Regions from separate parts of the Drosophila melanogaster genome. Here region 1 is linked to region 2. Evidence: chromatin contacts called from public Hi-C data. All regions are on one chromosome and are shown on one strand. The core of a region is the stretch at or near the end of the contact, and the rest is flanking DNA. Distances in the headings are between cores, read along the strand shown.

The links. Hi-C and Micro-C count contacts between places; a contact is called where the count stands out from the background.
Region 1: a Hi-C map of the Kc167 cell line shows a contact between it and region 2, with 3 times the contacts expected there. A contact is called at or near these places in 15 of 107 Hi-C or Micro-C datasets (the Kc167 cell line, the ML-DmBG3-c2 cell line, the PNm cell line and 6 more).

What each region holds. Positions count from the first base shown.
Region 1 is chr3L:14,025,907-14,030,775 of dm6, forward strand. Ptip (PAX transcription activation domain interacting protein) reads right to left here and starts at 3,215. Exons shown (of 7, transcript NM_168571.3): 1 at 2,864-3,215; 2 at 1-2,484. The coding sequence starts at 2,938. endos (endosulfine) reads right to left here. Exons shown (of 3, transcript NM_001274891.1): 3 at 3,673-4,514. The coding sequence ends at 4,341.
Region 2 is chr3L:8,440,622-8,445,228 of dm6, forward strand. It overlaps Unr (Upstream of N-ras), which reads right to left and starts at 1,694. Exons shown (of 11, transcript NM_001259740.2): 1 at 1,586-1,694; 2 at 1-1,097. It overlaps CG6983, which reads right to left. Exons shown (of 2, transcript NM_001300055.1): 2 at 2,421-3,931. The coding sequence ends at 3,426.

The sequences.
Region 1 (4,869 bases), core at 1,965-4,464, 5.6 Mb after region 2:
TGGCGATTGTCGCGGAGAAGGGGTGTGCTGCTGTTGTGGTTGCTGCTGCTGCTGCTGTTGCGGTTGCTGTGCCATTTGCTGCTGCTGGGGCTGCGGTGCCATTTGTTGTTGCTGTTGCATCTGTTGTTGCTGCTTCAATTGTTGCTGCCTCATTATCAACGAGTCCTGATTGCTGCTCAATGCAGATCGACTGAGCACTTGAGCTACCTGAACGGGGTCCGTTGGGTCGATAGGCTTCTGCTGGGAGAATGATTGCTGCGGCTGAGTGGCTTGTCCAGGAACCACCTGATGCTGATGCAGCTTTGCCTGCATGGGTGGAGTTTGAGAAATCTGGGGCGATTGCGGAGAAATATGCTGGGGACTCTGCTGTTGCTGTTGTTGCTGCTGTTGGGCCAATTGTTGTTGCTGCTGCAATTGCATGCGCTGCTGTTGATGGACGGGCTGTTGAAAGGGCTGCATCTGTTGCTGCTGTTGCGGCGACATCATAGATTGTGGTTGAGGTTGTTGTGGCGAGCCCATCATGTGCTGTTGTCGATTCTGTTGCATTTGCTGTTGCTGGCGCAAATGTTGTTGCTGGGCGTTTTGCGGCGAGGGCGGAGGTGGCGGAGTCATTTGGGGAGCTGGGGATTGCAGTTGTCGCGGCGATTGTGGCGGCAACATATTGCTAGTTGCATGATGCTGCTGTTGCTGCAACGATGGGGATGGCGTACTTGGTGGCATTACCGGCGAACGGTTTTGCACCATCCGAGGCGACTGTTGTTGTTGTAGATTCTGTTGCTGTTGTTGCTGCTGCATTTGCATCTGTAATTGCTGCTGCTGCTGCATAACTTGTTGCAGCTGTTGTTGAATTTGTCTCTGTTGCTGCTGCTGTTGCGGCGTCAATGCTTGTCCGCTTTGCACGATTTGCTGCAATTGCATTTGATTCTGGTTCAAAATTTGTTGCTGCCGCATTAGATGTTGGTGTATGATTTGCGGCGAAACCGGCACAGATTGTTGTTGTGGCTGCTGTTGCTGAACAACTTGCTGCTGAACAATTTGCTGTTGCTGAACTATCTGCTGCTGCTGTACCATCGTTTGCTGCTGGCCCACTTGTTGCTGCACCACCTGTTGCTGTTGAACTATCTGCTGGTGGTGCTGAGGGGATTGCACGGGCTGCGGCGTTGTAGATGGTGTACGTGGTGTCTGCCGGCCTGTTGGAGTCGTTGGCAGTCGGGGCGACTGCTGTTGCTGAGGAATTTGTTGTGGATGTTGTTGAGAAAGTTGCTGTGGAAGTTGCTGTGCGATTTGTTGCGGGTGTTGTTGCGCAAGCTGCTGTTGAAGTGGTTGAGGATGCGGCTGTTGCTCCTGCTGCATTAGTTGCATTTGGATTTGTTGCTGTTGCTGAGACTGCTGCGTTGTTTTCATTTGTCTCTGCTGTAGGATATTTTTGATTTGCTGCTGGTTTTGTGGTTGCTGCTGCAGGTTGGCGGGGATAATCTTCTGCTGCTGAATTATTAATTGTTGTTGATGCTGCGGGTGTGGTGCAGGAGTAGGTGCTTGAGGACCACCTTGCTGTAACTGGTGAGGGGATTGTTGTGCTGGCTGTTGGGGTTGTGGCTGTGGGCGCACAAAGACCACCTGCTGCTGTGCGGGTACGGGCAGCTGTTGCTGCTGTATTTGTTCAGCTGAAGCCTGCAGCTGAGACTTAATGCTAGCGATGCTCTTGGCAGCTACGCTGTCCTCGCCAAAGCCAAGGATGTCAGATAGGGCAGAAGTAGCCGTTGCCTGTTGCTGGATAATCTGCTGTTGATGTTGCTGCTGCTGCTGCTGCTGCTGTTGTTGTTGTTGTTGTTGTTGTTGTTGTTGTTGTTGTTGTTGTTGTTGTTGCTGCTGCTGCTGCTGCTGCTGTTGTTGCTGCATCTGGTGTTGGTGCTGCAATTGCTGCTGCTGCTGAATTTGTTGCTGCTGCGTAGCCTGCTGCTTTTGTGTTCGCTGCTTTTCAATGGGCTTCAGCAGTCTCGGATGATACGTCTCCACGGGCATGCAGTTTTTGTACTTAAGGCTATCTGTCACCCAGTCGGGCGTCACAATAATGATGGCATTCTTGGGCAGGGCCAGCGCCTTGTTGTAGATGCCACCGTTGGCTGCACCGCACACCAGATGCGTGTTGGTGGCCCCAAAGCTGTGCGTGACTACGGCACCGTGGTATGTCAGCATGGCGTAAAGACGCCTTCGATCCCCTGCCACTACATTGGTGATGGCCACCCGAATGCCGCGCATCAACCGCATTTGATTCGGACTCGGGTCGAAAGCCCGTGTCGAGGCCATTCGGCCTAGCTTGGCGCTGTGCACGATCCATTGCTCCGTTACGGGAATTGCACTGTAGAGGTCCAGGTTCATGGACAGCTCCTCCTCGTTGTAGTTGGTGGCGCATATCATGTGGGTGATTTGGTCCGACAGGAACAGTTTCGATTGAGCGCCACCGCTCTTAAGAAAGCGTTCGATCTGCAAGGCAAAGGCATAATAATTATTTATTACATTACTTGATTTAAACAGTATATATAAAAGATATATGTATGTGACCAAATAAGAATTCTTTTTTCAAGGGTGCCAAATATGTTGCTTCCGTTGGTAGAGGAGAACCAAAACAAAAATCAGTTGATTTAGCACCAATACAAACTCCAGTACACAAACACACAAACACGGCAATTTGCCGGCAACTTTTATGGCGCGCATTTGCCAAGGTGCCCGGGTTACCCTGTCCGCCCGCGCTCCAACCCACCCTGTGAGACGCACGCACACCCGCTCACACAAACACACACACACGTACGCACAATGCAAGTACAGCAACAGCAAACGAAAGATTCGCTTTGCAGCTTTTTACCTCCTCGTCCAGATTTCCCAGCACAAAGTATATCACATCCTCGAACAGTTTGTCGCTTATCTTGAGGTTCTCCATGGCGCCGCCGTTTGTTTGACCACTTGCACTTCTCTGGCGGCGCTAATTTCACTTTTGCTTTTGTTATTGCTGCTGCCGCGGCTGCTCGTGGGCATCTACATTGCAGCGTGTTTTCTCGTCTTTCCGCTGATCTTGGCCATTTGCGAACTTCGAAAAACGGTGTGCGATGCGGTGCTTATCGCGTAGCACATAACAAATGCAATTTGGAACCGAAAAATTGCATTTAAAGATCACTTTTTCTCTTTTATCACCGCTGCGCCTTCCGCCTAGAGTTGGTACAAAACACTGTTTATGCGATACTATCGATAGTTCCAGAAGTGTGGCAATATGGATGCTTAATCTGCTGGTATCGATTGGTGGAAAACTTGGATATTTGATTGATTTCATTTGTACTGTGGTCCAAAAAGCGATTTTATTGGTTAAAACTTTTTTAATTGGGCCTAAAACTCACTTTGCAAGTTCGATTAACTTTTAACTAAAACACGATGTTCGTATGAAAATATATGAACCCATCTATTTGTATTAAATATTGTGTATTTCCCACCTATTTTGGTGATTTCATTTCGTTCCCGTCCAATTTGAACAACCAATTACCATACCACACCGCTCGAAGGAACGTTTCCTAGTTAATTAGACTCCACTCCGGGCACTTATAATTTAAGTAAACATTTGTATGGCACATTTCCGATTCAGTTGTTGGGTTAGCGCCCCAGGAAATCAACACATTTATAAGTATACGTACATACATTTATTTTAGCTCTGCTTGATTTACAAATTCATTTTAACTCGACTGTTTGGTTTTTGCATCAAAAATTTAGCTCTGCAAGCAGCAGTACCTATGTTATTATCAATTAGTTGGTGAAATTCCGTCAACTGCTTATAGAATGAATGCAAAAAAAAAAATATAAAAACATTTTCCATAGAACATGGTGAACTTTTAAAAACTTTTGATGGAATCCCAGTAATGTACGAGAACGTGTGTGTGTGTGTGGCTGGCTGCTCCAACTTAAATTTATTATGCTCGTAATACTTACAACTATGTACGACGAGGGTAAGTTAGTTTAATGTTACAAAGATAGAGATATATATAACTGTTGCAATAAATTTCGCGCTGCTCGGCTCGCCATCTTCGCTTCCCCGGCCTGAGAGATGGACTGATGAGTTGATCTTGAGATTGATTGGCCAGTGCGGATGGCGATTGAATTTAACGGGGGAAACACGGAACATGGTGCTAGAATTTCAGTTTAAACTGTCGCGAAATGCCCGCACAATCCGGCAGCAGCCATCTTAGCATTAGGTTTTTCATTAAAATTAGGTATAGAGCATTTGAAGTGGGGAACGGAGAACTGGCTGCACTTGAGGTTGTGGATACAGTAGAGGTGAGTGTTGAGTGGTGAGTAAATTAGCTCGTCGCCGGGAACTTGTTACAGGGTTGGATGATCGAAGTCTTGCGCGCCGGCACGGTTTCGGGCGTGGGAATGGCCTCCCCGGTGGTCACCTTGTTGGCAAAGACCTGCTTGACGCCGCCACCCTTCTGCTTGGCCATCTGGTAATCGCCCGAGTCGAAGAACTTTTGCTGTGGGAAGGATATGAAGGAATACATATTAGATTTCTCTTATATAATCAAATAGCTTTTTAGAACTAAAACGGAGATATCTTCCAAATGCAAACTTAATGTAACAATCTGATTTCGTTTACCAGATCATCAAGTTGATATAAACTATGCGCTGTGATTATTGAGTTTCATTGATTTCAGAAAGCAATTGCCAAATAGTATGGATCTTAGAATAGAGGAAACATGAATTGTTATTTTCCTTTAAACAACGGGTACTAAATACTACTAAATAATATTATTATTATTATTTTTAATTGATATTCATATTACAGGGTTTGGGTATCCCCGAACACCGAAAGTTAGTAAACTTATTGTT
Region 2 (4,607 bases), core at 444-2,943:
TCCCTTTCGCCCTTGTGGGCGTTTATCAGTTGTTTTTGGACTTAAATTCTAGCAGTGTTTGTTTTTATGTTTAGTTAAATAATTTAGATTGATGTTGCGTTTTAAATTAAATCGTTTTTAATATGTTTAAATTATTTGTTGTTGATTTACTCCCGGTTATTTTGTACTTTAAAACATTAATTCAGTTGTTTGTTGGTTGTTGTTTGTTTGTTGTTGTTGCTGCTTTTGTAGCTCGGTTGTTGATGTCTTAATTTAAATTAATTAGCAAATTGAATTCACTCTGACTTAACAACAAAAAATTCGTAATTAAATTAAAGCTTTTCAGGAAAAATAATGAGGAATTTGGGATTTATTTAGCGTTTTTCCAAGTGTAGGTTTTGCGGTTTTGCTTGAATTGTTTTTGTTTTATTCGAGAGTCCGAACGCCGCAGCGCCGTTGCCTTTGACTTCACGTTAGTTTCGTTTCCCGTTGCTTTTTTGTTTTCAGTGCTTTTGCCGTTTTCTTGTTAAACTCCGCTTTACTTGCTCCTTCGTGGTTTGCCTTTTATTTTGTTTTAGCTTTTCTTTTTGTTTATTTATTTGTTGGTGCTTTTGAGTATTGACGAGTTAATTTCACAGCGTTTCAATTTGTTTGGTTTGTTGTTGGTTTTGTTGTTGTTTTATTTGAAAGTCTTCGTTTCAAGCTTGGCTTGTTTTTTATGTTGTTTGTTGTTTTGTTTTCTTTTTTTATTTGCGCAGTCGCTTTATCTCCCTCTCTGTCTGTCTCGCTCACACCGACGGGCGGCGTAAAAATTCTCGTTTTTTCTGTTTTGTGTGTTTTTCTTTGCAAAGCAAACGAAACAAAAACAAAGAAGAGTCCAAAAAACTTAAAAAGTTTTTGCTTTGACTTTTTCCTTTTGAGCTATGTTGTTGTTGTTTTTTATTTCTGCTGTAACTTTCAATTATTTGCGATTTATATTTGTATGTATTATTTTTTGATTCGTTTTCGATGGTGATTTTTTTATTTTTTTATCATATTTGTTGTTGTTTTTTTATATTATTATTATTTTTTCAGATTATGATGAAAGTGATGTCAAAACGGAGTTTTAGTTACAAAAGCTGTTGAATGAGAAAAAGAGAAAGGTGGAAACGATTAAGAAAAATTAATACATCTTTTTTATTATTTCTTTTATTTTTGGCTAGTGAAATCTACACCGAAAGTCTTGCTGCAGTTTTATCGATTTTTCAGTGTTGCAAATGGAGAGATTTTTGCCTGCCGGAAAAAATTGCACACACACTGGCGCAACCTACTACGCACACACACATGCACGCCCATACACACGCACACGCAATTGCAATCGTAAACTATTTTTACACATTATTGTTGTGGTTTTTAGCGTAAAATTAGCAACCCCGCAGACTGCACACACACATGCACAGTCACCGAAGTGCCAAGTTGGTAGCAAAAAAACGAATTTTCATCAACTTTTTTTTCGGGCTGCAAATTTGGTACCCTCAAACGCACACACACACACACAGAAGCGTAGAAAATCTGGCTGGGCAACGAAAAAACGTTAATTCGCCATTTAAAAACTAATTTCCCTAACACATTTCATATTTTTCCATCACAGCTTTGTTCGCGGCACATTTTCTGCATATTTTCGTTCCGAATTTGAGTTAAATAATAGTCCTATTTGAAGCGAACGAGAATTTTCTGGACCAGCCACACGTACCACACGACAGCACAACAACTGCTAGCGGGCGCCATATTTGCCGACAGCACGATGGCAGTGTTGGAAGGTGTGCGAAGAGAGGGACAATTGTGACGTCAGTGGTCATGGGAGTAGGAGCAGGGATCTCTTAGCTTTTCTATTCCTATATTTAAATAATCAAAACTTATCTAAGATAACGATTTAACTTTAATTCAGTTAAAGGGACTATCTTTAATGCAATGTCTAAAAGTAGTAGAAGTGCAGGGTTATACATCTATGTCATTTTCTATGCTATCACTGCAAATTATAAAATATGAATTGTATGTGACTTTTATGTAATATTCTTAGTTTTAATAATAAACAAAAGCAATTTATGTAATTAAATGGATTATTACTAAGAAAATTACATCTAAATATTTAATTTTAAACTGTACGTATTCGAGACAAGAACCATCGCTAGCTATTTCTAACTTAAGCCAACCCCAAAATCTTTTCGCCTTTTATTAAGCGGCAATATATTGATTTAAAAAATGAAACTAGTTTTATTTGTTCTGATAAATAAATATGGAAGATATGTTATTATCTTTGTAAAATTGGAATTCCCCCAAAAATGCAGAAGTGTATTCACTTAGTTTAATTCTTAATTTTCGGAAGTTCTGTCACATAAAACATAAAACACAAAAAATCCCTTTTTTAGATTCCTTTTAGCAGCCCACAGAAAATCACATTAGTTTTACGTCTTCCTGGGTCTTTTAACGAATTTTATTTCAGCAGCTCCTTGGTTGCTTAATCCATAATTAACTTAAATGGTATTTTGCATGATAATGGGATCCAATACATATGTATGCTGATAAATTGATTATCCTTGAACAGATTTTTAAAGATTACAATTTACAAAATCTAGTTAATTGGTTACGGTGCCTTTTATACATTCGACAGTGCAAAATGTTATCAACATGAATAGATTATCAAAACGCCCTCGCTAAATATAAATCTCGGGCTAATTGTAGTTAAAAAGATTTAATATCATGTTTATAATTTTTACGTTACGAGCACTTCGATTTGGTCACACATTAAATTGCATCTGGTTTTGCATATTTTAGGGTTATTTAATTGCCTGGATTGCGTTACATTTCTATACACATTTGCAAAAGGTCCAAAGTTTGGTCTCTGTGTTGTTCTAGGGATATATTTCAAACATATATTTTTGTGACAATATTTGTTGTGTATGGTGCAGTTTATATGGAATATAAATAAATACGTCTTTATGTATGTACAGCGAAATTTTAAAATTTTAAAAACCCGTTTAGCTATAGGCTATTAAAACTGTCCATTGCTTAAAAGGGCATGAAATTTCCTCAGCTTACATGGCTTTAATACATTTCAATATTCATTTGAAGACAAACTGTTTAACATTTTAATCTTAGTGGCAAAATCAAGAATTTGGGACATAACACGGTCTTGAATATCAATAAAAATGTCAAGTATATTTGGCAGTTCGCCCACTCACGTGTAACACAAACACGTACACGATTATTTTACAAATGTTAAGTACACGAAGCAAAAGTGAAACCGAAATCTAAATGTAAATGCTCAATGAATTTACGTACACGATAACTTGTAGGTAATAACTAATGTTACATATTATTCTCTTCTCTTTCACTTAAGAACTATGCAGATATTTGCAATTAACTAAGAAAACAAGTTGCGGCAAGGCGAGAATTGGGTTGCCATCTTAGGGCTTGCTGTCGAAGCCAGCGAAATCCGACGCCTCCGACTCATCGTCATCCCTCTCGACGCCGATGCAATGGATTCCAGTCCGCAGCATAGGAGTACCCTTGCCCTTGCCCAACACCCGAGCGGCTATGACCAGCTGTAGCAGCTCCTTGGCGTTCGATGAGCTGACAATGTGCAGGACCTCGCGCAACAGCTTCTCCTTGTAGGCAAAGAACTCGATTTTCATTTCGAAAAAGTCGTGCTCATCATGCTTGGTGCCCTCGAACTCCGTGATCCTGCAGTGCAAGCTCGGCGTGGCGCTAATCACCGGCTCAAATTTGCTGGCCAGCGTCTTGGCATCGCCGAATAGCGACGTCGGCAGCTTCAGTTCGATCAGATAGCGATGCCTGATCTGCAGAAAGCCCAGGCTCACCACAATCGTGTCACCAGACCTTTGGTATGTCACACAGCTGTCCGATTCGAAGTCATCCTTCACCGTGTTCGTGTCGAAGTGCACATGGTGGTCTTGAAAAAAGAAAAGTGGATGTTAGATTTGGTTAAAAAAAAAACAATAAGTATAAATCTATAAATATAAATCTATGCATACATCTAAGGACTGGTGGTTCTATAGTTGTGCATGGTTGGAAAGTAATACATTTTAATTACATTTAGAGTTTCAAAGTAAGGCTCTAGCTACTATGTATAAATTAATTATATAAACCTTTACTTCATGTTTTTCAGTCGTATCTGGAATTTCACAAGCCATCTTTAAGCCTGACCTTTTACTAGTTACGCAGTTTCCCTGATGTTTGCATGTTTGCAAATTGTAAATTTGCACAGACTTTAATTGAGAATCTTATTTGTTAAATAATGATAAATTGTGTGTCCGCGGAGCCTAAGGTCAGCCAGGTAGACAGGTAAAATCGAGTGAAATTACCCTAGTAAGTAAAATATTCCAAATATTCCGAGATAAACAAACAAGCAAGCAAACAGAAGTCTCGGGCCCGCCTCAAGTAAATTCCCATTCCCTTCAGCGGCATTTGCAGCGGAAATTGCGTGTAAGCGTGTAATTAAACGCCCCTACCACTTCCTCCCTTCCTTACACAGTGAGAAAAATAGCAGTGATTTGAGAACTAATATAATTGGTATTATATATCATTGATAACTATCATTGCCTGTTAATAATTTGTCATACTAGTTC